Regions from separate parts of the Oryctolagus cuniculus genome. Here region 2 is linked to region 1. The links are chromatin contacts, called in public Micro-C maps. All regions are on one chromosome and are shown on one strand. The core of a region is the stretch at or near the end of the contact, and the rest is flanking DNA. Distances in the headings are between cores, read along the strand shown. Region 1 has its middle 500 kb from the start of TNS1. Region 2 holds the start of RPL37A (ribosomal protein L37a).

Region 1 (3,662 bases), core at 1,040-3,539:
GGGGCCGGTGCTGTGGCGTAGCGAGTAAAGTCTCCACCTGCAGAACCAGCATCCCATATGGGTGCCAGTTCATGTCCTGGCTGCCCTCTTTCAAAGCAGCTCTCTGCTTTGGCCTGAGAAAGTCCCTGTACCCACCTGGGATACCCAGACGAAGCTCCTGGCTCCTAGCTTTGTATCTGCCTAGCTCCAGCCATTGTAGCCATTTCAGGAGTGAACCAGCAGATGGAAGACCTTTCTCTCTGTTTTTCCCTCTCTCTGTCTGTAGCTCTACCTCTCAAACAAATAAATAAAAATAAAAAAAGAAATATTGAATGGCTCAGTTCAAGTTAGGTTTGCTAAATTCTACATAGGATTGAGACAGCAGAAAGTCTCCTGTAGGAAGAGGAGTTATCTGTACAAGCCATAATATCTTAAACCACTTCTTCAAACCATCAGCTTGTGGAAGTACTTTAGTCCATTCACGACCTCAGAGTTAGTTTGAACTACAGGAGACAGAGCTAGTACAAGATAATGGTTCAAATCATCAACTCAAGTACCGGGAAGAAACATGACATGCCCAAGTCTAACTGCGTGAACTTGAGCCATAAGATCACTTCTCCAAGTCTCTATGACTTTGCAAACTGCAGACACAAAGAGTAGCCACTCTTCAGGAAGACTCAGAGGCTGCAATGTGACCATACACACAGAACCCTCAGCACCATCCCTGGCACATGCAGGGAACACAACAAATATTCAGTGATCATCATGGAGTGCATAAGCCAATAAACACTGAATAATTCAGAGGCACACTATTAATAATTAATATCTCAATGAATCTTATTAAAGAAAAGAAGATAGAAGAGATGAAACTATTTCCCATGGCTCATTATCACCATAACTGTGGATAAGAAGAAAGAAAAATGAAAACCTCAAGAGAAATTATGCATCCACATCCAACACAAGTTTGGAGTTCAGTAGAACTGTGGAGAATTCTGGGATTCTCGGAAGTGGCCCAGGACCAGGAGGAAAAACTTGTGCAGACTCTGACATGCACCGATGTACACTTGCAGGTAAGACACACGCTTCTCTAGTCCTCAGTTCCTTAAACTAAAATGGCCACATAGGACTGGCCACCTTAGCTTTCTGACTTCCAGGTTATGAGATCAAAGCTGACAACATCTGAAGACCATGGAAACCCAGTGCTCCTTGGCAGAAAGTTTGAATAGAGCCCACAGATCAAGCAGGAATCTGAACTAGAGAACTCAGGTGGACACTCTTTCAGCCAAAGACTTGAAGCTTCTAGAAGGAAGGATCAAGATTGGTTTCGGGAGGGACCAGTACAGCAAAGATCTTCCACAGAGAGGAGAGACCATCCCTGGTGAGCAGACTTGAACAGGCATATCCCCCTTTCACCCTCCCCCAACTCGCAGCACAGAGGAGAAGAGACCTCAGCAACGTCTTTCTTCTCCACCTCACATTTTGCAAGCCCCCCAGAGATACCCAAAAAAGCAGTTCAATGTTTTTTCATAAACCTATGAAACAGAATCCTGCTCCCCTTCCCTGGGCTCACAGCAGCCTCCCATTGTGGAGCCCTTATCTCCAAAGCCTCGGGGAGGATGGGCACTGGTGAGTCACAGTCATGCTCCATGTGATTTAGAGTCGTAAATCAAGAGACTGTCTAAGAGAAAATTGCACCAAGCCTTAGGGCAGACGCAGGAGCCCCATGTTTAAACAATCTGGTCTAATCTCCTTGGCGAAGAGACCCTCCTACCCCAGGAAACGGCAGGCAGGACTGCCTTGTGTGCAAGTTTCAACGATATCCATCGCAGTCTGTTTCTAGTCAGGCTCTCAGAGATCACTGTCTCAACCGAGAATCATGTCAGTCCAATTTCCCCCTCTACTATCCAAGGGCAAACAAGAGCCAGCCCTGGCATTGAAGAAAATGTTCTCAAATATATCAAAATCAACTGCAGGGATTTCGTATGTCCCCGGCCACCCTGCGGGGCCTGCCACTCCCAACAGGGAGAGCTCTGTGGCACCAGTGCTGTGACTCACACTTCTTCCTCCAACACAAAGGGACCGTCCCTGAGGCCTCTATTTGCTGGCATACAATTGACAAGAGCTTTGTCAAGTCCAGCTCACATGTGGAGGCATAGGAGGTGAGCCTAGCCCTTGGCTGCCACAAAGAGGAGGAGTCTGCTGGCTCCCAGACACCAGCAGTCTTTTTTAAAAGATTCAGCAGATGCTGGATGGTCTGAGGGGTCAGATGGCTTCTCAGATCACTGGCCTCCAGGGTTCCTGTCTCATTTATACTTCCTGGAAAGTGTCAGGAGCTCATTGCAAATGGGCAGCTGGAAAGAGAGGCTAAGGGCCGTGCGGCCTCAGGGTGCCCAACTCCAGGGTGTCATTGTAGAAAGGTCTGCTCTTGGGGGTTGGTTTCTTTTTAGGTCATTCATCTGCCACTTCCCCTAGGCACCAGCTGGTGAGCATCCAGCCTTTCTGCTGTGACCGTGGCAGCCTTCCTGGCCAGGCCTCCACGTGTCTCCGCTCCCCACCATCAGCCAGCCTTGTTTATACCCAGCTTTATGCAGACCTAATCATTAACCTCCCTAAACTGCGATGTGTTGCTGCTTCTCAAGTGTCTGAGGAGGAACCAAGTTTGGGGAGTTTTGTCCACTGAGAAAACATGAGGATGGGACAGGGGCCAAATTCTGATCTATTGGGAGATCCAGAGGCCAGGCAGTCTGCACGGCATCGGGGTGTGCAAGCAACGGAGGCGAGTTAGAGATGGGAGTCTATCATTTCTCAGCCTTTTGGCTAAGATCATGTGTAGAGATGGAGAACCTGGGCTCAATAGAATGAATACAGTTATCCAGCAAATGAAAGCATTAAACGTTCTACACCCATGATGGGTTCGTCCTGCTAATAAACCTGTGAAATAAGGATTAGGGAGTTTCATGAAATAGGATGAAAAGGGTTCAGAGGTTTGCCCAAGGTCAGACCAAAGAGTGACTGCAGGATCTGATCCATGGCAATGTGCTTCAAAATCCAAAATCTTCATGTTAACACCAATGTGAGTGCTTCCCAGGAAAATCAAAACAGAAAACTGACCTCCCAGGCTCCTACAACAGTCAAAGGATATGTGGTATATAAAGGAAAGTTCTAGATTATGTGGGAGAATGGGTCCATGGTTCTCAACTAGGGATAATTTTGCCCCTCAGGGGACGTATGACAATGTCTGGAGACACTTCAGATTGTCATGGATTGCAGAGCGCAGCCAGAAGTGCTGTAAGACAGTTACTCACAATAAGGAATTATATAGTCCTTAATGCCAACAGGCTGAGGTTTAGAAACCCTGGACTAGGGGCCAGTGCTGTGGTGTAGCGAGTAAAACCACTACCTGCTGGGCCAGCATCCCATGTGGGTGTGGGTTCAAGCCCCAGATGCTCCACTTCTGATCCAGCTCTCTGCTATGGCCTGGGAAAGCAGTGGAAGATGGCCCCAGTCCTTGGGCCTCTGCACTCACTTGGGAGACCTGGAAGAAGTTCCTGGCTCTTGGCTTCAGATTGGCCCAGCACTGACTGGCTGTTTGGGAAGTGAACCATCGGTTGGAAGACCTCTCTCTCTCTCTCTCTCTCTCTCTCTCTCTTTCTGCCTCTGCCTCTCTGAAACTAAATAAATAA
Region 2 (3,698 bases), core at 1,148-3,647, 1.0 Mb before region 1:
GAGCCACAGACTGGGAAGGACAATGGGAGAACTACAGATGCATCCCAACTTGGTACAGGGTTACATCCAGATAAGCCCATTGCAAACTACAACCACCCTAAATCGAAAATGCACTGAATAGACTTAACCCACAGAACATCACTGCTCAGCCTTACAGCACGTGGCACACTGTCAATTGTTCCTCTTCCTGATTGCAGGGAGGATGGAGATGTGGCTCAGCATCACCCGTGAAGTATGGTTTCTGCAAATGTGTGTGACTTCTGCACCATCATAAAGTGGCAACATTGTGAAGTTGAACCCTTGCACATCTGGAATCCTTTGTCCTTTGGTGATGACACAAATTGTATGGCCACTCATTGCCCCAGCAGCACTCGAAGTACAGAGGCTCTTCCTGGAACCACAGAAAAGAAGACCGGGATGGACTGCAGCGCTCACTTGCCAGCAGGCTGCAGACCTTGGGATGCTGGCAGCATGGTCCTGTCCATGTTCCAGGGCCTCGGAACGAGGGAAGCCAAGGGTGGAATTCTCAGCTGGAGGCTGAAAGCCAGGGGACCAGTAAGGGGCGGATGCTGCAAGCCCTGGATTCTAAACACCAGCAACTGATGTCCAAGGTGGGAATCAGTGTGTCCCAGCCTTCTCAGATGGGGGTGGCGGGGTGGGGGAGTGGGGCAGGGAGCCAGCACAATTCACTTTCTGTATTTATTCTTTTGAGACCTCCAGCCAACTGCAACTGATGGTCTTCCTACCTAATCCACTCTGACCCACCTGCTAATCTCATTTGAAAACACCCTCACAAATGCATCCAAAAGAATGCTTTGCCAGGTTTCTAGGCACTCCTTAATCCAGTCAAGCTGATGCTATAAAATTAACCATCACAAGAGAACACATGCAGAATTATTTGAGGTAATTCATTTTAAGCTGTGTGAACTGAACCTACTTGTGGCCAGAATTCTACTGAAAACATAGCCAGGTATTCCCACAATGCCTTTCAGCCGTCATGGTCTTTCCTGGCCCTTAAATCATGGATTCTCGTACACTCTTATTCTAAGAGTCTTTTTTATTTTTAGAGATATATTTATTTATTTGAAAGGCAGAGTTACACAGAGAGGGATCTTCCATCCTTTGCTTCACTTCCCAAGTGGCCTCAACAGCCAGGGCTAGACCAGGCTGAAGCCAGGAACCAGGAGTTTCATCTAAGTACTTGGGCCATTTTCTGCTGTTTTCCCAGGTGCATTAGCAGGGAGCTGGATAGAGAGCAGAGCAGCCAGGACACCAGCAGGTGCCCACCTGGGATGCCAGCATTGCAGCAGTGGCTTAATCCACTAGGCCACAATGCTGGCCCCTGAAATAGTTCTCTGAGCATCTTCTCTTCTGTCCTAGCCATCTGGCAGGGTAACTTTCTAGTCAGCTCTCTGAATCCCTGCACTCCTCTTCTGTGACTCAACCAACCGCGGACTGAAAATATTGAGAGAGGAAACACTGCAGTCTTTGTTTCCCCCCGTGACTATTTGCATAGCACGTACATTGTACTGGGAGTTATAAATCACCCAGAGATGATGTAACGTGCACAAGAGGATGTATATAGGTGAGTGCAAATACTACACTATTTTATAGAAGGGACTTCACCATCCTCGGACTTTGGTACCCAAGGAGGTCCTGGAACCGATTACCAATTACCACCCCTCCACCCCCCAAGGAGTGGCTGTGATGTCATTTGCCTGGCAAGAAGCCTGGCTGTCCTCTGCTGCCCCTGGAAGGGTGGACAATAGATTGTGGTTAGACAATAGAGTGTGGCGAGCCCTTGGCGTGGAGCCTGGAGCAGGAACCTGCCTGACAGCCTAGGGTGATGCGGGGGGCGGGTGGGGGGCAGCTGGTGAGAACCGGGGGCCCCAGAGAGCGGCTGCAAAACGGAACTTGACCGTGATGTGGACCCCTCCCCAGCCTTCGACTCTGGGACTTCGCTTAGCGAACCGCAGGCCCTCCCCCGTTAAGCCCAGGGGACACCTGCCTTTCCCTGGAAAACTTGGAGCTCGTGAATGCGGTTACACGACCGTCTCCCGGCTGCCCTGCAACTTGTTCCGATCTTGTCACCACTAACGCCAGCATCCCGCACAGGGGCAGCTGCTCCCAGAAAGGATACGACATGGGGAAAGCAATGAGATTTGGAGTCACAAATGTTAAGATTTAAGCACTTCTCTAAGCCACCTGACAGCAGGCAAGCCACTTAAGATCTGACTCCGGTTCCTTGACCTCAAAATGAAGAAAATGGTACTGCTCGGCAAGATTTTGAGGTAAGCGCAACACAATGTGGCTGCGCTGCCCGCTTGGGTTCCCCGTCGCTACAGTTTTTGAAGCGGGGCGGCTACGCCAAACATTTCCCGGCAGGCAGCGGGGAAACCTCCAGACCATAGAGATCGGTTCCTAGATAGGCCTCCCCGCGCCACTTCCGCTTGCCGGCCTAAAATCGCGCCTGCGCGCGACTTCTCTTCCTCTCTGGGCTTGGACCTAGGTGGCGGCGCTATGGTGAGAATCCTGTCTCTTGCGGCCTGGATCGCTATCCCCCGGCATCTGCTCCTTGCTGGGCTCTTTCGCCCTCATTGGCCTCTGCTGGTCTGCCCTGTCCCATGCCCTCCCCGGAGTCCGGGGGTGCTGTCCCAGGCGAAGGGGCGGGGGCGGCCGGGGCCACCCAGGCCGGATTAATATGGGGCCGGCACTGGGCGCTGGTTTTACCAGGTTGATGTGCGGCAGTCCAGGTCATGGCGGGGTTGAGGTGGAGGGGCGTTGTGTGGGGGTGCTGGAACCTGGATCGCACCCCTGAATGTCGCTGGTTTGTCTGGCTCCTCACTTTGAACAGGCGAAACGCACCAAGAAGGTCGGGATCGTGGGTAAATACGGGACCCGCTATGGCGCCTCCCTCCGGAAGATGGTGAAGAAGATTGAGATCAGCCAGCATGCCAAGTACACTTGCTCCTTCTGCGGCAAAGTAAGGGGGTCTCTCGGGGGGCGGGGGGCAGGGGGCGGCCTCCGCCGGAGGCAGCTTGGGAACGGTGAGCGGTTAGAATTGCGGGTGCGGATGACTGTCAGTTGTGAGAGTGTCTCATTTAGAGGGGGAAAAAGGATAGCCTTGCGCCCCAAACATGTTTGGGAAGTGAATCGGTGTTGTCGGGTGGGTGCCAAGCCCCAGAGGTCTGTGCGTGGATCTGAAGGGCATCCTGCGTGTTGAGTAAGTGGAGGCTCGCTGTGGGCGCGAGTGCTGCCTCGTAGCAGTCAGTGGTTTCGGGGAGGGGTCTTTGATTCACTAGGATTGCAAGTTTCGCACTGGTGAGCTAAAGGGGTTTGGGAGCTTACCATACCCGCGTAAAACAGCACGAGGTTGGGTTGTCTCTGGAGGTTGGGGCTCCCGAAAGCCTCGAAGGCTTGATTGACGGTGACAATTACTTCTCCCCGAGTAGACCAAGATGAAGAGACGAGCCGTGGGGATCTGGCACTGTGGCTCCTGCATGAAAACAGTGGCTGGTGGTGCCTGGACATACAAGTGAGTCCGTTTCTGGCGTTGGGATAATATGGGCCACGAAGGGGCGGTGTCGGGATTGGCTGGGTGGGCCACTTTAACTTGCACAGGACTGAGAAAGTGGGGATGCCTTTAGTGTCTTAGGGGCTTTTAGAATTTCAGGTTATTTTCAGTTACTCTAACAAAA

Evidence for each region. A called contact is a pair of places that touch in the nucleus more often than the background predicts.
Region 2: a contact with region 1 is called in a Micro-C map of ear pinna, with 4 times the contacts expected there. The contact joins the promoter of RPL37A here to the enhancer-like site in region 1. A contact is called at or near these places in 2 of 6 Hi-C or Micro-C datasets (ear pinna and an unstated tissue).

What each region holds. Positions count from the first base shown.
Region 1 is chr3:21,745,443-21,749,104 of mOryCun1.1, reverse strand. No RefSeq gene overlaps it. Among named protein-coding and RNA genes, the nearest start is that of TNS1, 500 kb to the right of the region's middle. Within about 2 kb of position 2,289, at least 1 of the 8 cell types and tissues checked has an H3K27ac peak or open chromatin away from gene starts, as enhancers often do. A contact at or near this core is called in ear pinna, where this site is marked.
Region 2 is chr3:22,781,822-22,785,519 of mOryCun1.1, reverse strand. It overlaps RPL37A (ribosomal protein L37a), which reads left to right and starts at 2,397. Exons shown (of 4, transcript XM_002712466.5): 1 at 2,397-2,523; 2 at 2,855-2,983; 3 at 3,453-3,535. The coding sequence starts at 2,521.